Linked DNA regions of Gasterosteus aculeatus: region 2 is linked to region 1. The links are chromatin contacts, called in public Hi-C maps. All regions are on one chromosome and are shown on one strand. Each heading gives the region's core, a stretch centred on a gene start, on an enhancer-like site or on the middle of the called end of the contact. The rest is flanking DNA. Distances are from core to core; before and after follow the strand shown.

The links. A called contact is a pair of places that touch in the nucleus more often than the background predicts.
Region 2: a contact with region 1 is called in a Hi-C map of skeletal muscle, with 5 times the contacts expected there. The contact joins the enhancer-like site here to the promoter of rnf17 in region 1. A contact is called at or near these places in 5 of 6 Hi-C or Micro-C datasets (blood and trunk muscle, liver, skeletal muscle and 1 more).

Annotation. Positions count from the first base shown.
Region 1 is chr16:19,040,849-19,048,158 of fGasAcu3.hap1.1, reverse strand. It overlaps rnf17 (ring finger protein 17), which reads left to right and starts at 2,718. Exons shown (of 37, transcript XM_078090891.1): 1 at 2,718-2,870; 2 at 4,016-4,128; 3 at 4,434-4,531; 4 at 4,678-4,759; 5 at 5,603-5,706; 6 at 6,036-6,204; 7 at 6,307-6,383; 8 at 6,552-6,626; 9 at 6,930-7,144; 10 at 7,257-7,310. The coding sequence starts at 2,795.
Region 2 is chr16:19,094,479-19,101,788 of fGasAcu3.hap1.1, reverse strand. arhgap20 (Rho GTPase activating protein 20) reads right to left here. Exons shown (of 15, transcript XM_078090894.1): 15 at 4,807-7,310. The coding sequence ends at 6,304. Among protein-coding and RNA genes, the nearest start is that of LOC120834470, 21 kb to the left of the region's middle. Within about 2 kb of position 2,593, at least 2 of the 9 cell types and tissues checked have open chromatin away from gene starts, as enhancers often do.

The sequences.
Region 1 (7,310 bases), core at 1,469-3,968:
GTCCGACTCCCTTTGCTTCTGGGTCGTGTGAAAACTGAATCAACAGCAACTCCTCGGCCCTCCGGTCGCCCACCGAGGAGGGCAGCTGACAGGTAGGAAGAACACACACGAACACACACTTCCACGTCGATCGGGACCCTCCGTGCCGACCCCCGCCTCGCCCCGAGAAATGTGCCATATCGATGCTGAGAAGCAGGTCAAGCATTCTGTAAGTGCAGCAAAGTGAGATCATTTCAACAGAGATCGCTCTCGGCTCACTGCTAAAACACCTCCCAACCCCTCCCGTAAAAAAAGACACAACCCCCCTTTTCTTCTCAGACATGGTACCAAAACAACCGGCTTTTCCAAAAGGCGAGGCGAGCTGATCTGTACCTCCCGCTATCGAGCTGCCTGATTGGTCGGATCTCCGGCTCTCTGCTGGTCCGTTCCCGCCATGTGGAGGCATGCGATGCTGCAACGGCTGTGAGGTCACAGCGCTGACCTCTTCTAGCCTTACCGGGCCTTACTGGGCCGGAGTTGATTCTGGAGTGTATTTATTCTATTCAAGTCTTTCTTTGACCAGACAAAGGCATCGTGGAAGCTACAAAGCAGCCCGTCATTTGCCAGCACCGCTGCTCTCTTAATGCCAGAGCCTGAGGGGGTTCAGGGGGGAGGTCCACTTAAAGCCAATCCATGAGTCGCCTGCGTCCTGCGTGACCTTCTTGTTGTCTTCCTTCCAGGACTCAGCCAGTAGGTCAGAGGGGCTTCCTCGCAGACTCAAGAGGTTCCTCAAATGGAAGGAAAAACATCTGAAGATCTGCATGTTTGCTGAAGGAATCATAATCATAACATCTGTCAATAGAACAATGTCATTTTTGTTGGTTTCCCATTAAACCCAGAATTTGTTCTGCAGCATATGTTGGAGATGGACGTGCGTCTAAGTATAGGGTGGCTGAATTATTAAATATATTACAGATGAAAGGTACGACCCCCCACCCTAACTCCCCCACCCTAACCCCACCCAACCCTTCCAGCCTACCCTTAAGTGACTGTCGGCCAACCAAGAATCCAACACAACACACTGTAATACAAATAAAAATATTACAAAAATAAAACAATGAAATAGAAAATGTATAAATGATAACTACAAAATGAGCATTCAAAATATACAACATAACAAATTAAATAGCAATAGAAGTACAATGCATGTTAAAGTTTTGTAGCCTTTGAGTCAGATTCTCTTTCATTTTAGACATTCGGGGGTCTCGATACTCGGGGGTCTTTGCCCACATGGTGATGGAAGGACTGGATGATAACCACAGAGCGGACAACGCGAGGCATCAGGACTTACCCAGACCACGCTGCTCAATTAGGAGCATTGCGGGTTTGGTGGGGAGAGGTGGGGGAGGGGGGGGGGGGGCGTATTGTTCCTGCAAAGGCATGAGAGGGAAATCACCCCAGGATGAGAAGTGACCCACATTTGGGAAGAAGAAAGATGGGGCGACCCTCAGACCCCCACAACCCCCCCGCCTCCACCCCCCCAGGCAGCCGGCTGATTGGTTCATTACCCATAGTAAACACGTCACTGCCCCCCCACCCACTACCACCATAGCCCCCCCCCCTCCTCCCAGTCAATCATCCTGCTCTGGTAAAAACCAGATTCCTTCAGTGTCACGTTCACACATAACTACACATTCTCTCCATCTGCTGGAATTCAGACCGGAGGAGGTTATTAAATATTCTTTTGTTTGACAGGAAGTTTACAAAAGATGAGGAGGAAACATGGGGCGGCTTCATATGGATCCACAACCACGTTGACAGATCGTTTTCATTGATGTTATAATGTTATAAAACAGCAAAAGTGCAAAGTGGAACTCTAATGATTCATGGATTTATAATATATGTCAATGCATGTGATTCAGTCTGCAGCTAAATGAATATGCTCTATAACTTCTATTTGATATTCTTGTTAAGTTTAATTTAAACTGAAAGTGACCACACGGTGAGTTCTTCTTTGCACCTTTTGTACTCATTGCAAACATATATATGTGTTGTGTGTTTGTGCTTTTTCCTCTTGAAATGTCAGATACATCGGAGGTGATGTGTGAACCGATCAGGGATCGTGGTGCCTCCTACTTGGGTATGCATTTCACGTGCATCAGCCCCCCGCTCACTCTGGAAGGTTTACCTTCACCACTGTGATGCCTCCACGTGCACCATGGGCTGTCACTCCCACTTACTGCGGATCAGCACGCTGAGATTGGTTCAGAAGGAAAAAAGAGAATAAATTTCACGAAGAGACGTACAGGATGAACGTGCTACGAGATAATAAGACGCAGGGTAGACACGACTTACATTAAAGCAACATCATACACACACATATATATATATATATATATATATATATATATATATATATATATATATATATATATATATATATATATATATATATATATATATAAACACATCCATTTCCCATCTGGCCTTTGTGAAGGTCCCCCGAGGCCACCTGCGGGTCCTCTCAGTCTCTGGTGCCCCCCACTGTCCACAGGAAAGAGCTCCATTTGGGCAACGTCAATAAAGGTGAATATCACCTGATGCAATACGATGGAAAATTAATAAATTCAGTAGAAGACGCTCATTAAAACACATTTTATTATTGATCTTCGAACGGGTGCCTGCCGTTCACATGACTCACGGTGCCGTGAACGTACCCTGCGCGGTCACGTGACCACGAAAACCGCGTGACCGCGCACCGTGGTCGTCGTGAGGAGCGACCTCTTTGAATAAAACCATTAACGTAAGAATAAAGATGGAGTTGGGCGACAACCTCGGCACCATGGGCACTATGAAGTGCAGTTTCTGCGGGGAGGTGTTCAGACTGTCGGGTAGGATGAGTAAATGTACCCTGTTACAGTTTAATACGTTATATCGTGTTTTATAACTTAAGTTAGCTTAAAACACGTCGTTTCATCGGCTAACGCCAGCTAGCAAGCGGCGAAGCTAGCTCAGTTAGCTCAGCTAGTTAATTAGCGAGTCCTTTTAAAAAGTTTCAAATACCGATAATTTATACGTTGTACTTGTGGAATGCAGCATATTGTATTGTCCTTAGATTTTTAAAGTAGTTCCCTAGGGGTTGTTGTTTTCAGCTGCGTGTGCTAAGCTAACGTAAGTTAGCACCAAGAGCCTCAAAACCTCGCGCCCAACGCGATTCACGGGAACACGTGACTCTTAAACCACATTCAAATATGTTGAATCCCCCATCGTTTTTTTTTAAAACGTGACAGACATAGTTGAACCTGTAACTGGATTTAATAAAACAATTATAATTTTAAAGTATAATAAAAATAACAGTGGTGTTGTTAATAAATCAAATAACTAAATGTCAACCCTACGCTATCACAGTCATATAAATAAGCATTTGGTCATATCATATATCTACTCCATAATACTACACCAACTCATTAACATCTTGACTTGATGTATCTGTATTTTCTTCTTATGCGATTATGAAACATCTTTTTTCAAATTGTCACAAATGCACTATAGTACTGAGGTAATAACTTTTAAACAGTCTATTAAAGCTGATAATATAAATGGAGAAGTTGAATGTAAATACTAACCAGCCGTTGATTATTAATCATTAAGATCATAAACCATTGGCATAGAAACAAAATGAATTAAGAACAACTCACTAGTAGCAACTGTAAACTACAAAACAAGCATATCAGCATTGTTGTGACTCAACGTTACTTGAAACCATATTCATGAATTTATAATAATATAACGTGTTGTTTGAAATTTGTATTTTTTTGTCATATAATCAAGTAGTTTGTGCATTAACCTTTGGAAAAATGGGAAAGAGGTTAATTTTACATTATTTAGAGTTTGTTACGATCTAGCAGCGAACCTGCATACATCTGCACTAATTAATGTTGTGATGTGATGTGCTTTTAAATTGAACTGGATCATTACAAAGATAATTTATTATTCCTACGGTCTGTTTTTTTTTTGTATTTCCATTTTTTTTCAGAGGATGATTCGGAGGGAAACCTCCCTCGTGTGCTTGTATGTGCTCACATCTTCTGCACGTCCTGCCTGCTCTCCTTCCACCGGCACGGGGTCATTAGATGTCCGGAGTGTGAGGTGAAATGGGACTTCTTTTGTAGTAATGAGGGGGGGAAATATTGTTTCATGTAAGAACGGAGGTTCTTTTCTTCCCAGATTCTGATTCATAACCTCAAAGAAGGAATTCCTGTAATAACTTGTCTTCTTCATTACCTGAAGGCTGTTTGTCCTCTGTGTGTATTGTTATGATCAGGCATACGATGCCAACCGCGTCCTCCTTTACCACCGTGGTTGGTCAGCAGCCGGCCACAGGAGCAGATCTTCACAATATGTGTTTGTTTAGTTTTTGATTTTAGGGTGACCGTGAAGTTCGCTCTGTGCAGGTTGAGTCAACGCTTCCTGAAGGAGGAGTGTTCGCCCTGCCGGAGGACAACAGAATCATTGGCCTAATCTACACTTCCAAAATGAACAAGATGAAGAGGTATTTTGGAATGTTGAGATCAACGAGCCAACTGACACAGCCAACTTAACACATCTTTATGCCTCCTTCTTGTGTAGTCGGATTGTTCAACATATTAAAAAGAGATAGATTTTATCCTTTGATTGTTGCCTTTGTGTCTCTTTAAGGTCTTCTGGATCGTTCAATTGCAAAAAGCCCAAATTAACACCGGCCAAAGACGTCAGCGCCGGCACTGAGGTCACCAAGCAGGTGTGTTGGTGACCGTCACCTCAGACCAGAATGTTACTGTTCAAACTAAACTAATTTCAATCTACCCTTATTCCCAACGATCAATGTATATAAGTACATCTATATATATTATATTATATTATAATGACGGGGAAAAAGGAGTGGAAAACAAGTATATAGTGTGTTGTAATCATCTTTGATTTGATTGGCTACCTGCTTCTAGCACGGCGTTGACGTGCAATGCTGAGAAGCTCACAATGTTTAACACTTAATTTTCCTCTAATCAACGCTGGAAAAATGTGACATTTTTTGTAAAATGAGGCGTTTCTCTGCTTCTCTTGGAAACTTAAATGTAGCTGGAGGAGGTGGGTGGAGAAATATCTCGAGTGAATGTTGTACACATGTGTGAATGTTTCTATTTTTGTGGTTCCTGGGAATAGCCTTTGTTTTCCCAGAAGAGCTAGAAGACACATCTGGGGGAAAGAGATGTGAGGTTTTACAGAATGTGGATCATGAAACACAACAAACTGGACAGAAGGATGTAAATAACATCAATTAAGTCAGATTAAAGTGGTTAAAAGTCTGCTTGTGTGTTGTGCAGGTTGATGTCGAGGAGATTAAGATTGAGTCGGTGGATGAGGCGTTGGCCCGAGCTGCAGAAAATATCGCCGTTCTGGACACCATCCACGAGGTGCCTGCTGCATCCCCACAGAAGATGAGCTTCACTCACTAGAAATGCACCGATCGATGCGCAGCAGCAGCAATTATCAGTGTCATAGTTCGGATTAGGCGGATTTAGACATGGATCTATTCCCCACATCAGAATGTAACAGTGGATAAGAAGAGTCTGTCTCATGTCTGCAGACGCTGACCGTCGGCCTGAAGCAGCAGGTGAGGAGGGAGAGAAGTCGGCTGGAGGCGGAGATCAAGCAGACTGCAAGCGAAGCCCTGCAGGCCGTTCAGAAGTGGTGAGGATGTAAATCTCAGGTCCATTCGCATGGAACCTGGGACACAAACGGGCGAGCTGTTCAGAAGTGTGTTCGTGTGGTTCTTCTCTGGTCAGTGTTTCACCGCATTAGATGGAGCAAAGTGATAATCGTCATTGACAAGCCGCTAGTTCTACCTGACACAACACCGGGGCTGCTGGTCCAACGCCGCCTACTTCCATTACTTTGGTGTTTTTAAAAGTCTCAACGACACAAACTAACTAACCGATAACTCCTGTGTCCTGTGAAGTACGATCAAAGAGATTCCTTCGACGTGTCTGAAGATCCTCTGGTTCCTTCTTTGTCCACAGGAAGGACGTGCAGCTGAGTCAGCTGAGTCAGCTGGAGGCCCGGTTCTCCTCCAGCCAGGAGGAGGTGGACCGTGTGCACAAGAGAAGAGTGGCGCTGGAGATCGCCATGCAGATGGCCAGAGAAGTACACCGCGTCCCCTTCCTGGAGCAGTACTGCACCCTGGACAAGGTAGATGTTCGTACCGCAAACACACACTTCCAGGGGAGCGCAGGAAGCCGTTGAGGAACCCTGCGTGTGCTTTTTGTTGCTCTGCGTGTGTGCGGATGGCAGGTTGTGGAGACGTTGGAGGCTCCTGTGGATGAACAGTCGTACGACATGGAAAGCACGAGCAGGGGCTGCGGGCTGAGGTCTGTCTGTCTGATTGTTATTTACAGCGCGTTGGTTTCCCTGCTGTAAATGATGTTAAATATCCAAAATGACAATGAAATATGAACGCTCCTTCCACTGCTTTATTCCCTGCCCTGAAACGGGTTTGACTTGTACGGTTTATTTAACGTGTTTGTTTTGTGTTCCAGCTTTGTTTTCCTGTCCGAGAACCTGAACCAGAGTCTGGTGTTGTCTCTGAAAATGGAGGTTGCCGCCCCAAAGCAGTGAGTCCTTAAATATTCCTCCATTTAGTTAGTGGATGACGTGTTAAAGAATAATGATAATCTTTTAATAATAATCGTCTTGTATTTTTAAAAGCTTCCTACCGGGACTCATTCAGCGAGGCTGCTGCTTTTATCTCCCTCAGTTATTAAAGGAGGTGCATTTGTTTTGAACCAAGCGCGCCTCCGAGTGGATCTCGTGTAAACGCGACAGGCTCCACCTGGTGGTGCAAGTCTCATTTCACTGAGTGATTTACTCGCTGACACATTTCGTTTTATCCGGCGCTCTCTGCTGTTTTCACGCAGGCTTTTCAAGTCTCCTCCCCACAGCCGCCAGCAGAGCAGCTCTGGCAAAAAGCCCCCCCGGCCAAGTCCAAAGGTCACGCACCCTAACAGCGCGTGGCCCCAGCCCGAGAGCCCGAGGGCCCCCGGCTCCTGCTCCCCGAGGCCGGCGCCTCGGCCTCGCTCGGCCTCGGAACCCGAAGTTCCCGAGGAGCTTTTGGCCGACGGGCAGGAGAAAGGTGCGTCCAGTCTGCCTTTAGATGATGTCCCATCCAGACAGGACGATGGAGGCAGAAAGGAAGTGTAATGTAGGAATTTACATTTGGTGAAATGCTTTGCTTCCTCCTGCAGCCGCCCCGCCCACCGGCCCCCAGCTGGCCAACGACTGGCGAATCCACAGGAGGA
Region 2 (7,310 bases), core at 1,344-3,843, 54 kb before region 1:
AACTGTGTCTTTGTTAATGTTTGTTGAAAAAAAAAAAAAAAGAATAAAAACAGACCTCACAGAAAGAACTCTTTAGGAAACGAAACCCAAAACTAAAGCACGGACCAAGAAAACCTGCTGAAGCTCAGAAACTGTCCAAACGAGACGTTTTGACTGTGTGATGTGTGAACGTGAGCAATAAAAGCCAGAGTCAAGCTTCCTCGTGAGTGGTGCTTATTGCCCAGGGTTGTTTTAAAGGGAAGGGATGCTAACATGATGCTAACAGGATGCTAACAGAAACTGTGGTTGGATGTTATGCAGATTAATGTAAGACGGCTGTGTTGTGAATGTACAGAAATACTTTTGGGGGAGATTATGCACAAACATTTTGCTGCATGTTCCGACCAAATACAGACACACAAGTACACGATAACCGCTAAACAAACCTCATATAATTCAGAATGTCAGTGAGAAGACGCTCGTACATCAAGCCAACATTTATGAGCATACGGTCAAAGATTCATTTTTACTTTTTTATCTCTACTTTTATAATTCAGAGCACATTTGTTGCCATGATGGCTACGTCTGAGCTAACGGTGCTAACGGTGCTAACACCGGCAGCAGTGCTGACAGATCTGACAGTTAGGAAGAAGAAGTCTTACTAGAGGAGGAAACTGTTTAACTGACGACAGGACGTAGAAGTTAAAGCGTCAAACTGTTAAGGTTTCGGAAGCTCTCGAGGGAGGACTCAATCCTTTGTTCTCGTCCCGGCCGGAAACGAGGACACGAATGAGTCAATTCGTTTAAATTCAAAAATCAAAAGTTATTTAATAACTGAACAACGTAATAGGGATTACAATTACAAAGTGAAATACTAAGCGAACAGTGGAATATTTCGCGAAATAGAGAATCCTCTGAGCAAGTCTGAAGTGACTTATCAACGCGGCTGCAGGAGAAGTTCTAACAGTCTTTTCCCCGCTTTGGTCCTTTGAAAACTCTTGAGGTGTGTCTTCTTTGGTGCATTTGAATGTCATTGGCCTCTTCTCCAAAGGGTCACCTCCTCCATTGTCCCTTCCACGTCGAGGTGTGAATCTGCAGCTGTAACCTGAAACCTCTCTGTCCATCTGTCCCTCACATTCCAATGCACTCAATGTAGATACATTCGGCTTTATGCCTCAATGAGTGAATTTAACAAAGCATACATCGTTTAAGTCTTCATCTTATAACTAGTACACTTTCATTACAACAACCCATCATTAATGATCACCGTTCATCACATTTCATCCTAAGATCTAAAACAGTTCATGTGGTTCAATTCTCAAGACATTTGCCTCAGTCGGCTGCCTTACATGAAGTTGTTCATTTATTACCTGACAGGAGAAAAAACTCCCAAAAAACCCTTTTTGGGGATAAAATTGGGAGAAATCCATAAAGAACGGCAATTGGCATCCGTCCCCAGGTTTTAACATCACATTGTGACAGAATGTTAATGTGTACAGTGTTTATATGATTTAAATGACTATGAATTGTGTTTGATTGAAATTGCATTCACTTCATCTAACATGTTAATGTAATAACTAATATCTAATAACACACAAACTATAATTCTAACACTAAACATTATCACACGCACTACAAATTCTATGACTAGGGGTGCACTTCTGGCTTAAATCCCTAACAAAACCAACAAGCTGCAAACGGCCGTTTCATTCCGCTGACTGAGAGACTTTCCGTCGATTATCGTGTGTTAAAGCATTAGATTCTTTTGAAGGGGGGAGAGGCCGATGGCCATTTTCCTATAACATTTACACATATGACCAGTTCACGGTCCGGCCTCACGGCGGCAGCAGATCACCACGTGATCTGAAACGTTCTCAGGAGACATTTATGACCATAATGTGTCACAAACAAGGAATTTGACTTAGTAACAGCAGAGAGTACGACAACGGACGATAAGACAACACAGTGCAAGAGGAATAAAAGAACATATAATGGTAAGTGTTAGTTTAAGAATAAAGGAATACAAGGAAAAAAAAATAAAGTGCGAACACAAAGTGACGTGTGCAGTGAAGAAAGTGGGATGTCAGAGTCAGTCTCTGTTGATGAAGAAGCTGTTTGTGTGGTCTTGTGAGGTCTTAGTCCTGATGGACCTTCATTGTCATTCCCTAGAGGAATGAAGTCAACGTTTGGAATTTTACTGCACAAACATCTGGATCCAAACGAATGAAGGCGACATAGTTTCATGTTTCATGTTCATTACACTTAAGAATAAAAATGATGATAAAGATTAAAAACAACAGTACATGCTTAATGTAGAACAAAACCTTTAAAAATACTATTAACGGCACATCTGGACCCAGCACACCTGGACCCAGGACGGGTCTCGTAGAGGTGACGTGATAAAGAATAAAGAGAATTAAAATCCTATTGTTGCTTTTTATTCTTATTATTGTTATTATGCAAAAGACTTATAGGATAAACCAACATGCAAACCGCCCTTCGTAGGTTCTGTACATCCCGTCTGCGCCGATAGAGGGAAGAGACACACACACAGGCATAAACATGCTCACTATCTGAGCTGCATCAAACACATGGTGAGTGACAGCTGGCCAACTCCGTCTCCCCGGGCAACCGCCGGGCTGTGAGCCAATGGGAAGGCAGGAAGTGGGTCAGCGCGGCGGTCGTTAGTCAGAAGCCTGCATATCAGTCCTCCCGCTATTGTTCAGTCAGATGAAGGAATCAAACGGGGCCGAAGCCTCTTAGAGCCACTTATGATGATTATAATAATCAGATTGGAGGGAATTTCTGAATTAAATCCCCCTGGTGGATTTATTGAGCCCATGGAAATGTTTCCCTTGTTGATGTGTCCCCAAAACAACATGGAACCAACATGATGGTGAAGACCTTCAGACTGGTCCTCCATTGGTTCGACTGATGTTGATTGGCTGAGGACAGCTGTGAACCAGTCCTGCTAAGAGAGAACAAGGGATCTTCATCTTCATTGTTATTGATTTACAAACCTGGAGATGTTGGTGACCCCCCATCAGGTCCATCCAGTGGGTTACATCACATTATCTCACGACCTGTCTGATGGTACCGAGGACCAGTCTCACTTTAGTCCTGATCCTCTATGTGAACCGGTACCCACAGCTCGCCATCAAATGGGACGTTTTGTGTATTAAAACCCAGATATCACAAACATTCCCGTCAACACAAAGAGCTTCTGGACCCACAACACGTTGCATCAGCTGAGAGCCACAAACGGGTCACACAGTGAAACGCACACGCACATTCTGGCCCGATCGAAGGTTCTGGATGTCCCCGGTAATCAAAGGCCCGGCGTAGTTAACGAGGGAGTTTATGTAAGGGGGGGGGGGTCAGAGGTCACGGATATAATGGCCACCCGTGAGCAGGTAATAAGAGGGGAAACCCACAAAACGCACACAGTGTGGCTTCACGTGGCTGCCAAGCTTGTCCTCTGAGCTCATGCTGTTGCCCCCCCCCCCCTACTCCAGATGTTGCTTACAGATGAACAAACGTGAACATTCTTGCACACAGATCTTCACAAACAGTTTATTCCCCGGCAGACGTTGATGCTGTGAAAGATGTCGTCTGTGACCCCCCACACCCCAAAACCAGAGGGACCTGGAGGGGGGGTGGATGTGCTTCTGAGGTCTCCCGTGCAGGGGGCAGCAGGGGTTTCCCTCAAAGGTCACCGGCCCACTTTGCTGTTAACTCAATGTGTATATTCAAGATATCGTATCAAAGCCATCAAAGTACACAAAGTTCTCCATCCATGTCAGAGAACCCTGGCCCATGTGAAGGGGTCCCCCACAGACCTCCAGACGTCCCCCCACAAACCTCCAGGGGTCCCCCACAGACCTCCAGACGTCCCCCCACAGACCTCCAGGGGTCCCCCACAGACCTCCAGACGTCCCCCCACAGACCTCCAGGGGTCCCCCACAGACCTCCAGACGTCCCCCACAGACCTCGAGCGGTTCCACGGTTAGAGGAAGCAGAAAGCTTCTTCAAAGCGCTTCTTTAAACGTGGATGAGAGCGTTGGTGAGGAGGACAAAGGGCGAGATGAAGGTTAGACTTAATCCGTTTAGTTTAATGCCAGCGAAGGTCAGACTGGTGACCCCCCCCCTCCTCCTCCTCCTCCTCCTCTTCCTCAGCAACACGCACATGAAAGGGACACAAGTACAAAAGCACACAGTGACTGAAGCGTGAACGTGTGCGTGTGCACCTGTGGATAAAATAACTGTGTGTAATACACACGAGTCCTGTAGTGCAACTTCAATGTTACTTTTCACTTTGGGAAAGTGTGTACTGTTGCATCTTGTGTGTGTGTGTGCGTGCGTGCGTGCGTGTGTGTGCATGCGTGTAAGTGTGTGCGTGCGTGCATGTGTGTGTGTGTGTGTATGTGTGTGTATGTGTGTGTGTGTGTGTGTGTGTATGTGTGTGTATGTGTGTGTGTGTGTGTGTGTGTGCGTGCGTGCATGCGTGTGTGTGCATGTGTGTATGTGTGTGTGTGTGTGTGTGTGTGTGCATGTGTGTGTGTGTGTGTGCTGTAGGGAGGTTGAGGAGTAATTCATTGTTCAAAGGGAGCTGCAGGCAGGAATCAAAAGAGGACTAAAGAGATGCAAGGGGACAATAAAGAGATGCAAGGGGACTAAAGAGATGCAAGAGGACTAAAGAGATGCAAGGGGACAATAAAGACATGCAAGGGGACATCAGCTTGTCTTCTTTGAATTGTCTCTGCATTAAGTTTATTATTAATTGTGTCACGGGAAAATTATTCCACACAAACAATAAATACAACTTAGTTTGATCTGCAAAGTTGTTTCCCAAGAGCAACATTTATTAAAATGAATGACGTTTATCTCGTGAGCATCAAACTGACAGTAAACAAACGGTCGCCTGGCAGCAAATATACTTTCTATAGCGGCAGCAGCAGCAGAATTGGCATGTAGAAAAATACACTTTGGATTTTTTCACACAACACAACAAGGTGATATATTTATATACTTATATATTTCTGTATCATAAATATGCAGAACTATACACACACACACACACAATTGACTGTAATGGAGACAACAAGTATAATAATACATATTAATACGATATGAGGACATTTAGAATGGAACCGTGTGATGAGGTCCCAGGGAACTATTGTCCTGAACATATTATCTACAAGTGTGTATTTACATGTGTGTATCTACAAGTGTGTATTTACACACCTCAGCAAATTAACTAACATTGAAAAAAAGGTCAATTATTATTCAGAGTCACCACGAAAATCAGCACAGAAATATCATACAATGATGGACAAAAGAGTTAAGAGAAAGTCAACACACACACACACAAATACACAAGGACACTGTGTGTGTGTGTGTGTGTGTGTGTGTGTGTGTGTGTGTGTGTGTGTGTGTGTGTGTGAAAGGGTTTCTTGTTGAGGATAATGAAGTGCTGTGCTAGTGAGAATTTAAGGAGATTTCTCCCTCCATGGCACATGTTTTCCCACATTCCTACTCAGGACACGTTGTGACTTTCTTTTATGCACACACATCGATCCCCCCCCCCCAGTCCCCCCAGCCCCCCCCACCCGCCCCGAGGACAACACAGCGTGCAGTGTGTCCTTGAACTGGGCTCCTGTGAATAAATAGCATCCCGATTGATTCACAGATTCAGAGAAGCTGAAAATGTTTCACTCTGCGGGTTAGGACATTTTATATATATATATATATATATATATAATGTCTTTGTCTGAGTCATGACATCACAGGAGATAAAGGTGTTCTTAGTAGCAACATGACCACATTGTCATCGATGCTTAGCGTTAAAATGTGTGACATGGAGGAGCTTCTTTCTGCACATTAAGTAAAGTAAAAGCAGTATTTCGTGTCACGTTTTGGATCATATGTTTAGTTGTGATGAGGCGACTTTCACAACGTGTCCTGGCCATGTTCTCCGCTGGCCTACAATACGTAACCTCTCATTTTAAAAAGCTTTGAGGAGCATAAAGTAAAATGCGTCTTTGTCCTTTTGCTTTCATTTCTTCCTTCATTTTGCAAGAGAAAAGTATTTCTCAGAGGAACCAGATTTTGGCACAAGAGACTTTAATGTTAGTTCAAGGCTCCAAATGTCCAATTAAGCTGTTTCTTCACATCTTCTTCACAGGGTCAGACATCACGACTCAACGATACTACGAATCCATCTCAATGTTTGACACACATCGGTCACAATATTCACAATAGACGGAAGCAGGAAGTTCATCTTATGGGGGGGGGGGGGGGGGGGGGTCTGCTCACGCCACAAGTTCACACGTATGATTCCTCCGCGAAGAACAGCTGCTCAAAGTCGTCGACTCTCGGGTCGCTGCAGCGCCGGCTCTGCCACTCCCTCTTCCCCTGCACGATGGCGAGCGCCACCTCCTGACTCCTCTGCAGGCAGGAGTCGGCGTCCTGGGAGGAAAAGTAGTCCCGCACGGCCCGGGTGGCGGCGGGAGACAGGCAGAGGCTCGCCTCGCCGCGGTCCGGTTCCCCCGCGGACCCTCGGGGGCGCGGACCTCCTCTGGCGGGGCGAGCCCTGCCCAGGGTGAGGCTGCGGGAGAGGTCGGAGGTCGCGGTGACCTCGGAGGGTTCGGAGGCTCGCCGGGGGAGGGTCCGCCTCCAGTTGTGTCCCTCCGCGGGCGGAGTCATAGAGGGAGACCTCTGCCTCTGCAGCACCAGGGCGGTGGCGTTCTGTCCGAAGAAAACCCCCTGGGGGGGCCGCGCGCACTCGCGTCTAACCCCACTTCCTGTGTGGGAAGCCGGGCTCGGGGGTCCGTGGGTGGCGGCCTGCTGCAGCTCTCGGATGGTGAGGGGCTTCTCGCCGCCCCGGTAGAAAGGAGAGCGGCCGTGCAGCTGCAGCAGCGCCTGCTGGTAGGACGGCGGGCTGCTGGATCTCCGTCGGCTCGCCGCCGCCACCGCCGCCGCGTCCTGGGGGCCGGGACCGCCCACGTGCATTCTCCCGTTTGACTCGGGCAAGTCCTCGTCGCACTGCCTGAGGGACAGGCGGCGGTCCTTCTTAATCCAAGTGTTCGGGTGGAGGCTGGGTGGATGCGAGGGGGGTTGGCATGTCCGCTGCACCTGAGGGGGCGGAGGCCAATGAGGCGGGGCTTCCCTCTGGGGGGGGGAGTCCCGGGGGGACACATGGGGCCGCCCGAGGAAGAGAGGGGAGAGAGAAGCAGGCTCGGCCAATGAGAGCGCCCCGTTGGCACCGTAGTCGGTGGAGTACTGTGAGAAGGCGGAGTCTAAGGAGCTGAGGGAGGAGCCTGTGGGTGAGG